Linked DNA regions of Macaca mulatta: region 2 is linked to region 1. Evidence: chromatin contacts called from public Hi-C data. All regions are on one chromosome and are shown on one strand. The core of a region is the stretch at or near the end of the contact, and the rest is flanking DNA. Distances in the headings are between cores, read along the strand shown. Region 1 holds the start of SMPD4 (sphingomyelin phosphodiesterase 4). Region 2 holds the start of CCDC115 (coiled-coil domain containing 115).

What was found. Hi-C and Micro-C count contacts between places; a contact is called where the count stands out from the background.
Region 2: a Hi-C map of blood shows a contact between it and region 1, with 6 times the contacts expected there. The contact joins the promoter of CCDC115 here to the promoter of SMPD4 in region 1. A contact is called at or near these places in 4 of 14 Hi-C or Micro-C datasets (CD4 T cells, blood, fetal cortex germinal zone and 1 more).

The regions. Positions count from the first base shown.
Region 1 is chr12:6,386,081-6,390,318 of T2T-MMU8v2.0, reverse strand. SMPD4 (sphingomyelin phosphodiesterase 4) reads left to right here and starts at 2,851. Exons shown (of 17, transcript XM_077956703.1): 1 at 2,851-3,158. MZT2B (mitotic spindle organizing protein 2B) reads right to left here and starts at 2,186. Exons shown (of 3, transcript NM_001193944.2): 1 at 1,991-2,186; 2 at 1,661-1,809. The coding sequence starts at 2,160.
Region 2 is chr12:6,445,012-6,449,531 of T2T-MMU8v2.0, reverse strand. It overlaps CCDC115 (coiled-coil domain containing 115), which reads left to right and starts at 1,351. Exons shown (of 5, transcript XM_001093120.5): 1 at 1,351-1,473; 2 at 1,544-1,647; 3 at 1,735-1,817; 4 at 2,446-2,577. The coding sequence starts at 1,363. It overlaps IMP4 (IMP U3 small nucleolar ribonucleoprotein 4), which reads right to left and starts at 566. Exons shown (of 9, transcript NM_001266231.1): 1 at 539-566; 2 at 288-396. The coding sequence starts at 541.

The DNA.
Region 1 (4,238 bases), core at 1,602-4,101:
CACATGGCATCCGTGTGAGATGGCATCCCAGGAGACTCGGGGAAGGTGGGACTCTCTGTTTCAGCCTCCAGACTTCCTGTCCGGGTAGGGGGCAACTTCTAAGAGGCCGAGGTGACAAGCACAGTAGTCGTGGCTGTGCTCTCCAGCACAGCACACCGCACCCTGGCCAGCTGTCCTCCCCTGGAGCAGGGCTCTTTACACTCACCACAGTTTGCCTCTGGAGTGTGGGGGTGTTGGTCCTGTCCCCGGATGCCAGCCCGACTGTGGGGTCTAGAGACTGTCATACCATGTCTCTAACAAACCGAGTCAGAAATCCTGCCCTGTTGCTAAGTGGCAGGGCAGCGGTGGCCTGCATGGTCCTGCCCTTGCAGCTCAAAGCTGCTTGGGCCTCCTGGGGCCAGGCAGTTTAAATGGAAACAAGGGAGAGCACCAACCCCCAGAGATAAGCCAATAAACGCAACCTGCAAAAGGAGAGAACAGGCAGCAAGAGAAGCGGAGGGAACCCGGGGGGCCTGGAGAGAGAGGCGAGTGTGCAGCAGCCAGGCTGTGGAGCAGAACGGGAGAGGCCGAAGGCTGCGGGCTGGAGAAAAAGGAGGAACTTGCTGGGGGGCTACTGTTCCTGGCAGAGAGAAAGGAGGCCTCTGGAGGTCAGAGAGAGACACAAAGAGAGCAGACAGAGCGAGGGTCAGTGAAAAGGCCAGCACACAGGTGCCCGGGCCCTCTTGGGTCAGGGGGCGTGGGTGCCCAGGCCCTGGCGCTCCCCCCATGAAGGCAGCCTGCTCCCCACGCCTTCTCAGGATGCCTGCGCGGGTATCCTGGCGCTTCCAGGCAGAGAGCCAGCTCTGGGCCTTCTTCCATTGGCCTGGGACGCTGTGCTGCATTTCAGAGAGAGCCATCAGGAGCAGAAGCAACATGCGGGGAGGATGAGCAGGGACGGAGGCTCCACCATGACACTCTCAGCCCCAGCATCTGCTCAGCCCAGTCACCACACTGGAGAGGGAGGAGGCCCTTCAGACCCCGCAGGCCTCTGCATCCTGGGAGTTCTGCCTCTGACTCCCTTCCTGCAATCATCAGAGGGAAGCTGGCCAGGGCTGGCCAAGCCCCTGCGCAGGAACGGGGCCTAGGTGGGGTGCAGGCAGGAAGACCTCTGCCTGCCCCGCTCCCTGGGCACTTCCCCGGATGCTGTACACCACAGGACAGGGATCGACACTGTCTTTTGAAAAACATATTTAGAGACAGGATCTCACCCTGTCACCCAGACTGGTCTCAAACTCATGGCCTCAAACGATCCTCCCGCTGTGGCGTCCCAAAGTGCTGGGATTATGGGTGTGAGCCACGGCGCCCAGCCCCAAACCTTCTTGATTCTGGACTTTGTAAGATGAAGGCCTGAGTGAAGAGGTGGGGAGGAGCTAAGCAGAGGAGCCCTACCCAGCCTGGACCACCCTGGGGCACGCACTCTGCGTCCACCTGACCTGGACGTGCCTCCTAAGGCTGGTAGCGAAGCCCGGGAGCAGAGCCCACGGATGGGCCCTGCAGGTGCTGGGCCGAGACCGACAGACAGGCCTGGCCACTCAGGGCCACGCCGCCGCTGTGCCGCGCCTGCCCCCTCCCCGCCCGCCACCCCCGCCACTGGGGCAGGGACAGCGGGCCCAGGTCTGACCTCGGGTCTCGGGCACTGTCGACGTGGGCAGAGACACGGCCGCAGGGTCCTGGGGCTCGCTCGCTAGCCTCTGCCCGGCACACATGGACTTGAGCATCTGGAAGACGGCGAGGGGGGCCACGTTCAGCTTCAGCAGGTCCACCAGGATCCTGGCGGGGACAGACGCGGGGCCGGTGAGCCCTCTCCGCCTGGCGCGGCCACCTCCCTGAAGACCCGACAAGGACGGGGACAGGGGCGCGGGGGGCTCCTCCCGACCAGTGGGACCGGGGGACCCGGAGAGCAGAGGTCGGGGTGTCTGGCGAGGATGCGGCCCCCTCCCGCCCCGCTCACTTGAACACGTCGGGGTCAATGGCGCCGCCCGCCGCCTGCGCCAGCTCGTACAGCTCCATCTCCTCGGTGCTCAGCACCTTCTTCCGCCGCAGCACCAGCTTCTGCCGGGCCGCCTCCAACCCCGCGGGCGCCCCGGACCCCGGCCCAGGCCCTGCGCCCGGCGCCGCCATCCGCGCGGCCCGAGAAAAGGTGCGCCCCCGCCGCGCCCCCTAGCGGCTCCGCCCACCGCGCTCTCCCTGCAGCGCCAGCGTCCTGCCTCCCAGGCGACCCCGGCGGGAGCGGCGGGAGCGGCGGGCGGGAGGGCGGGCCGGGGACGGGGCCGCCTCCGCGGCGTCATTGGAATCTAACAGTTACTGGGCGCTCCAAGTGTGCTGAGCGGCGCGCTAGGGGCCGGGGGTGGCATGGTGGACTGCAGGGGCCCGCTGCTTGGCGGTCAGGGCCTCCCTGATAGACTGCATTGATCGTGCTCGCTTAGGTGGCAGCACCCGGCCCAGTGCTAGGCATATATTGGGCGCTCAGTAAATGCCTCTTACAATAAAGTGTGCAATTTTCTGGTCCGCGCCGGTGCACCGCTAGGAGTCGCTCTTCGGGGGGGGGGGGCACTAATCAACGACCTGTTTACGCGCACGCGCATTCCTTGCGGGGGAGAAATTGCGTGAGCCCTACCTCGAGGCGCCGGAGGCCACCACAACGCAGGCGCATTCAGCTGCGGACCACCCCCTCCCCCCGCACTCCTGCCTCGCCACTTCCCGTCCTCGCCCGGCAGGCCTTCGCTTTGCGCACGCGCCGTGTGAGAACGGCCCAGAGAGGTAGAGACACTTTTCCCGCCCGGCCGCGGGGCGTGGCTCTGCGCGCAGCTTGATGACGAAGTTTCGGCGCCGTGGCGGAATGGCGGCTTCTACCTCTGAGGCGGGCGACGCTATGGGTCCCACAGGTGAGTGGGGCGGAACGCGCGCGTGAGACAGTCCGGCGCCCTGGGGCCTTCCCCGAGCCGCTGCGGAGGCCATGTCCGTTCCTCCGCGAGCCCCAGGACTCTGGCCGGCCTGGCGGCTTTGCCCAGGCCGGGCAGGCTGGGGAGTGGAGAGCCCCGGCTGAGTCTTCCTGCCACCCCCCGGGCCATGCCTTTGTGTCACCTTCCCTCGCGGCTCCTGCACTCTGTCCTAGTCCGGTAGGTGTTCGTTGAAAGTTAACTTTCCTTGAAGGAATTGAGGGAAGGAGAGCTTTGTGTTGAAGTTGAGCCTTGGGTTTAACAGGTGGTGTGGGAGGAACAGCCAGGTGTGGGTCCCAGCTCGACCCTTCCCATGTGTGCTCGACTTCTCCCAGCCTTAGTTTCGGAGGGTCCCGAAGCCCAGTTGGCGGGAGAGTTGGGAACAGGTGGGCGCGTGCTGCTGAGGGAGATCTTGGCCTGACAGAATTTGCTTGGAATGATTGGCATTGCCCAAGGGTTGTCGTTCTCAGGAAAACAAAACAAAAAAGACGGGGTCCGAAGCAGCTCCTGGAGAAAATAGGTGTTGGAGAGGCGCGATGAAGCGGACGCTAGATGCATGGCAGGCAGAGACCTGTGACGGGGGAGGGTGGCTATGGCAGGGTCAGAGAACAGGGGTGTGGGAGACACTTCTTGGGAATTCCCGGGTTGGAATATCCTCTCTTGGAAATTTCCTAGAAATTCTTCTGGGCCTCATTCTTTCAGTCGCTGCCCATGAAAGCTTCTTCTGAGCAGAGATGCTCTCCACTTCATCATCCGCTAGAGCTCCGCGCTTATCCAACAGTCCACAGCTGCTTTGATCATTTTGCAGTAGTGCAGTGTTTTCTTGATCAAGTGCCTTAGGGCCGAGGCGTTTTTCTTTAACACTGCAGTTGATAGCTAGGTTAAGAATTGAGGCCGGGCTCGGTGGCTCACACCTGTAATCCCAGCACTTTGGGAGACCGACGCGGGTGGATCACGAGGTCAGAAGTTCAAGACCAGCCTGGCCAAGATGGTGAAACCTCGTCTCTACTAAAAAATACAAAATTAGCCGGGCGTGGTAGTGGGCGCCTGTAATCCCAGCTACTTGGGTGGCTGAGGCAGAGAATTGCTTGAACCCGAGAGGCGGAGGTTGCAGTGAGCTGAGATCGTGCCACTGCACTCCAGCCTGGGTGACAGAGCGCAGAGGGAGACTCCGTGTCAAAAAAACAAAAAAAAGAAAAGAAAAAAAGCGGCGGGGCACGGTGGCTCACGTCTGTAATCCCAGCACTTTGGGAGGCCAAG
Region 2 (4,520 bases), core at 102-2,601, 61 kb before region 1:
CATGAGCCACCGCTCTAGAGAGAATTTCTATAGGACAAGGTAAAGCCTTTAAAACTGGGGACGAACTTGACACACCGTACACAGCGGGCAAGCTGCAAAACCCGGGTGCTGCAACGTCAACGACAAGTAAGTACCACTGTCACACGGAAGGAACTCTCAAAACCAACAGGAGAATCCAATGGGCAAGGAAAACGGCCTGCAAGCATTTGGAAAGACGCTTGGATATCCGAACACAAGTAAGTGCGGGGGGTTTACCGCGCAGACGCCCGCGGGACCGACCACCGTACCTTCGAGCGCGTGCCTCAGCCGCTCCTTCCTCTCCTGCGCCGAGCGCTGCGCCTCCTCCCGGGCCTTGCGGTACAGGTACTCGCGGCGCAGGCGGGCCTCGCGGCGCAGCTGCGGGAACAGCGGGCCCAGTCACTACTGGCTCCCGAGCCCCGGAGCCCCGGAGCCCCCGAGGCTCCAACGCCCCAGGGCCACATCCCCAGCACTTCACGCGTCCCGCAGCTCCGAAACAGGAGCTCAAACATCCTCCTACCATCTTGAGCGCCGCTTCCACGTGGGTCCGGGAGACTCTGTGGGTTCCTCTGGCGCCTCGCAGTCCTCACTTCCGCCCTCAACCAAGATGGTCCCTTAGACGCTTCACCGGTGCCTGCAGCCGTCGGGCATGCCCTGTGTTAAGATGGCGAATAGGGCTGGGCGGGGGAGGGGGCATGGCAAGGCGATTGGCCGTTCCAGGGGGCGTTCTCCTTGGGACAACCAATAGACTGGATACAGAATGTCGCACGCGGCCTCCGACTGCAGCTAATAAAGATGTCCGCCAGCGGCTTCCCCATCCCCGCCCTTCCCCCGCCACCGCCGTGCAGAATGCACGGTTTCAAGATGATGAACCGCTAAAACAATCATAATTAGCGGCTCGAACCAGTTCATCAGCTGTAAAAATGGCACACCGACTGATCTGGAGGTTGCCTGCCGGCTCCTTTCCAAATTAAAACCACTCTTCCCTCAACCAAAATGGTTTCTGCACAGCTTCGCTTTCTTCCATCGCCACAGCAGGGGCCCGAGTTCTAAGACTGGGCAGCTTCCGGAAGGACTCAGAACCACCTTCGGCCCCGGCCGACAGTCCGGCTGGCTGATCCACGTGGGGGCTAACTGGGGAAACCAGTCGATCGGTTGCTTCTGTGCTGCTTCTCTAAGTGCGCTTGCCCTTAAAGGAGCTGACCCGGAGGCCTAGGTGCTGCCGGCGTGGGGATCCCCAGCTGGGAACGCCCCTCCATGGAAGATCTCGTGTGCCCATTGGCTGTCCTGCCAACCGCGGGCGGTGACGGGGAAGGTGGCGGGTCCGGATCTGAATGCGTGTCCATGGCGGCGCTTGACCTGCGAGCGGAGCTGGACTCGCTGCTCCTGCAGCTGCTGGGGGACCTGGAGGAACTGGAGGGGAAGCGAGCGGTGTTGAACGCCCGGGTGGAGGAGGTAGGCGCCTGGGGCGGGCAGGAGGGCACACGGGCGTAAACTGAGGCTCACCGCTGTCCTCTCCTTGCAGGGCTGGCTGTCGCTCGCCAAGGCTCGCTACGCGATGGGCACCAAGTCGGTGGGGCCCCTGCAGTATGCTTCCCACATGGAGCCCCAGGTCTGCCTCCAGGCCAGGTGAGGAAGCGTCCATGCTGGGCTGGGTGGGCGGGCGCGCTCCAGGCCCGGGGTGCCAAAGCTCCATCCTCCCTTCTTGTCCTTCAGCGAGGCCCAGGAGGGACTCCAGAAGTTCAAGGTGGTGAGATCTGGTGTCCACGCCCCAGAGGAGGTGGGGCCTCGCGAAGCAGGTGAGCCCCCTCTTCCTTCTGCAGAACCCCTTCCCAATGTCAAAGACAAAATGCAAATGATGGAGATGGTTTTAATTAGGTTTTTGCGATAAGAGAGAGCATCCCAGAGCTGAAGAACAGAATGTTTTTGTAGGGTGGTTTTGCCTTAGACTTTTATAGGGAGGAGTAGAGAAGTTGGGGAGTTGCTTTACACTGGGAATAGTTTTACAATCACTTAAGTTTCAGTCAGCTGAACAGAAAATATTCATCTGTGTGTCTAGCTAGTTTCAGAGGGACAAACTTCTAATCCCAGTTAATCATTCCTGAGACAAAGAATGGGGAGTTGGAACGTCTGTGTCTGGTCTGTCAGCATGTTCAGGTCCAATGGGTAAGGTCAGTGTCACAGGCAAACAGGGTCATCGGCAGGTCCTACAGGAGTCATGGGAAAGAGTGGACAAACAGTCTCATCTGAATCACAAGGGGAAAGGCTGTGTTTTGTGGTAAGCTGTTTCCTGGAACCCCAAAGTTGGAATTTTCCAACCAACAGTGTTTTCTAGAATCATGAGCTCAGATCAAGCTCAACATTGTCACCAAGACGATACAGGCCAGGGAGTAGGATCCCAGCCTACTCCAACCTTTCTTTCCTCAGCTCTGCGGAGGCGCAAGGGCCCCACTAAGACCCCAGAACCGCAGTCCTCTGAGGCCCCTCGGGACCCCCTGAACTGGTTTGGAATCCTGGTTCCTCACAGTCTACGTCAGGCTCAAGCCAGCTTCCGGGATGGTGAGTGGACCCTGTTGTTTGGCTGTGTGGCCCTCAGACCCTCTATCCACAGGGAACACTGGAGCACTGCTGCCATGGCTGGGGTTAGTCTGTGAAAGACTTTGCAGGTTTCTCTTCATCCAAACTTCTGTTGTTACCCACTGTGTTTTCCAAAAGCATTTACTGATAGTTGGCAGCATTCGGGTTCATGCTAGCTGCTGGGGATACAGCAGAGAACAAAAGAGAAAAACACCTTTTCATGTAATGTTTAGGAGCAGAGAAAGGCAATGTGCAGATAAGTAATAAGTCAGGATGTGAAAATTGTTACGAAAAACACATAATGGAGTGGGACAGGAGTGGGCCAAGGTAGCTATTTTACGAAGGGTGGCCAGGGGAAGTCTCTCTGAGGAGGTGAAGGAAAAGCTTTGTGGGTGATTTTGGGGAATGGTGCTCTAGATGGAGGAACCAGCCAGGACAAAAGCCCTGAAGCCATATATATCAGGTATGTGCAGAGGCTGATGGCCTGAAGTGGAGTCAGATGAAGACTGTGGGACGCACAGAGAGGCTCTGAGCAGAGGATGGTTCGACTGGCTGCACAGGGTCACAGGAATCCTTGGGTGCTGGTTGGGGACACAGAGCAGAGGGAGGAAGCGGGCGTCAGGGAGCGGCCAGTGCGAGAAGCAGATGGCGTCACTGGAGGAGGAGGTAAGTGGTGGGAACCTGCACAGGTTTTAAGAGTAGAAGCCGGCTGGGCGCGATGGCTCAAGCCTGTAATCCCAGCACTTTGGGAGGCTGAGACGGGCGGATCACGAGGTCAGGAGATCAAGACCATCCTGGCTAACATGGTGAAACCCCGTCTCTACTAAAAAAAATACAAAAAAACTAGCCAGGCGTGGTGGTGGGCGCCTGTAGTCCCAGCTACTGGGGAGGCTGAGGCAGGAGAATGGCGTAAACCCGGGAGGCGGAGCTTGCAGTGAGCTGAGATCTGGCCACTGCACTCCAGCCTGGGCGACAGAGCAAGACTCCGTCTCAAAAAAAAAAAAAAAAGAGTAGAAGCCTCAGAATTTGCTGACAGATAAGATATGGGAGTAAGGGAAGGAAAGGAGTCCAGGAAAGCCCCCGGTCTCCACTCAGAACCCCTGGAGGATGGAGTGACCCTCACCCACTGTGGGCAGCTGAGGGGATGCCGGAAGGCAGGAGTTGGTGTGGTCTGTGTGGTGTCTACTGATGTCCTGCTGGACAGTCTGAGTGGGCACTTGGGCACATACCTCTGGAGTTTGGGAAAGGCCTGGGCTGGAGAGAGATTTGGGAGTCACTGCATAGCACTGTTTAAATTCCAAAGTTTTTGACACAAACACTGGTTTCAAGCTGAAACAGGACGAGATCAGCAGAGGGCCTGGGGGGTATGGACAGGAGGTGAGGGAGAGGAGGGGAGAAGCCAGTCAAGGAAACTTAGGAGCAACACCTGGGAGCAGGTGTCCTGGAGGCCAAGAAGAGAAAGTGTTTCCTGGAGCAAGCGATCCAGTGTGTGGTCAGCCCTGCTGCTGAACAGGAGGCTGAAGACTGAGAGCTGCCCGGAGGACTGGGCAGCAGCTGTTCCAGCAGAGACATCGGCACAAGCCACCTAGAGGTGGATCCAGAGTGTGGACTACTGTTGGGGCAGAGAAAAGAAGTGGAGGTGAGGGGAGCGAGAGGCTGTAGTCATGGGGGAAGGAAGGAAATGAGAGCATGAGATGGTATTACTAGCTGTGAATTTTTACTTCCTGGTGGGTGATATAATGGGTCCGGGAAGTCTGAGGAGGTAACGTTTTAGCAAAGACCTGAAGGAGGTGTAAGACTGCAGAGGTTCTGGAGCAGCCAATGCAGGGCCATACCTGGAATGTTTTGGGACAAGTGTTGGGGGCAGAGAGGCCTGGAGCCTCTCCAATTTCTGGGGATGTCCAGATCCTCCTGGGTCCTGTGTT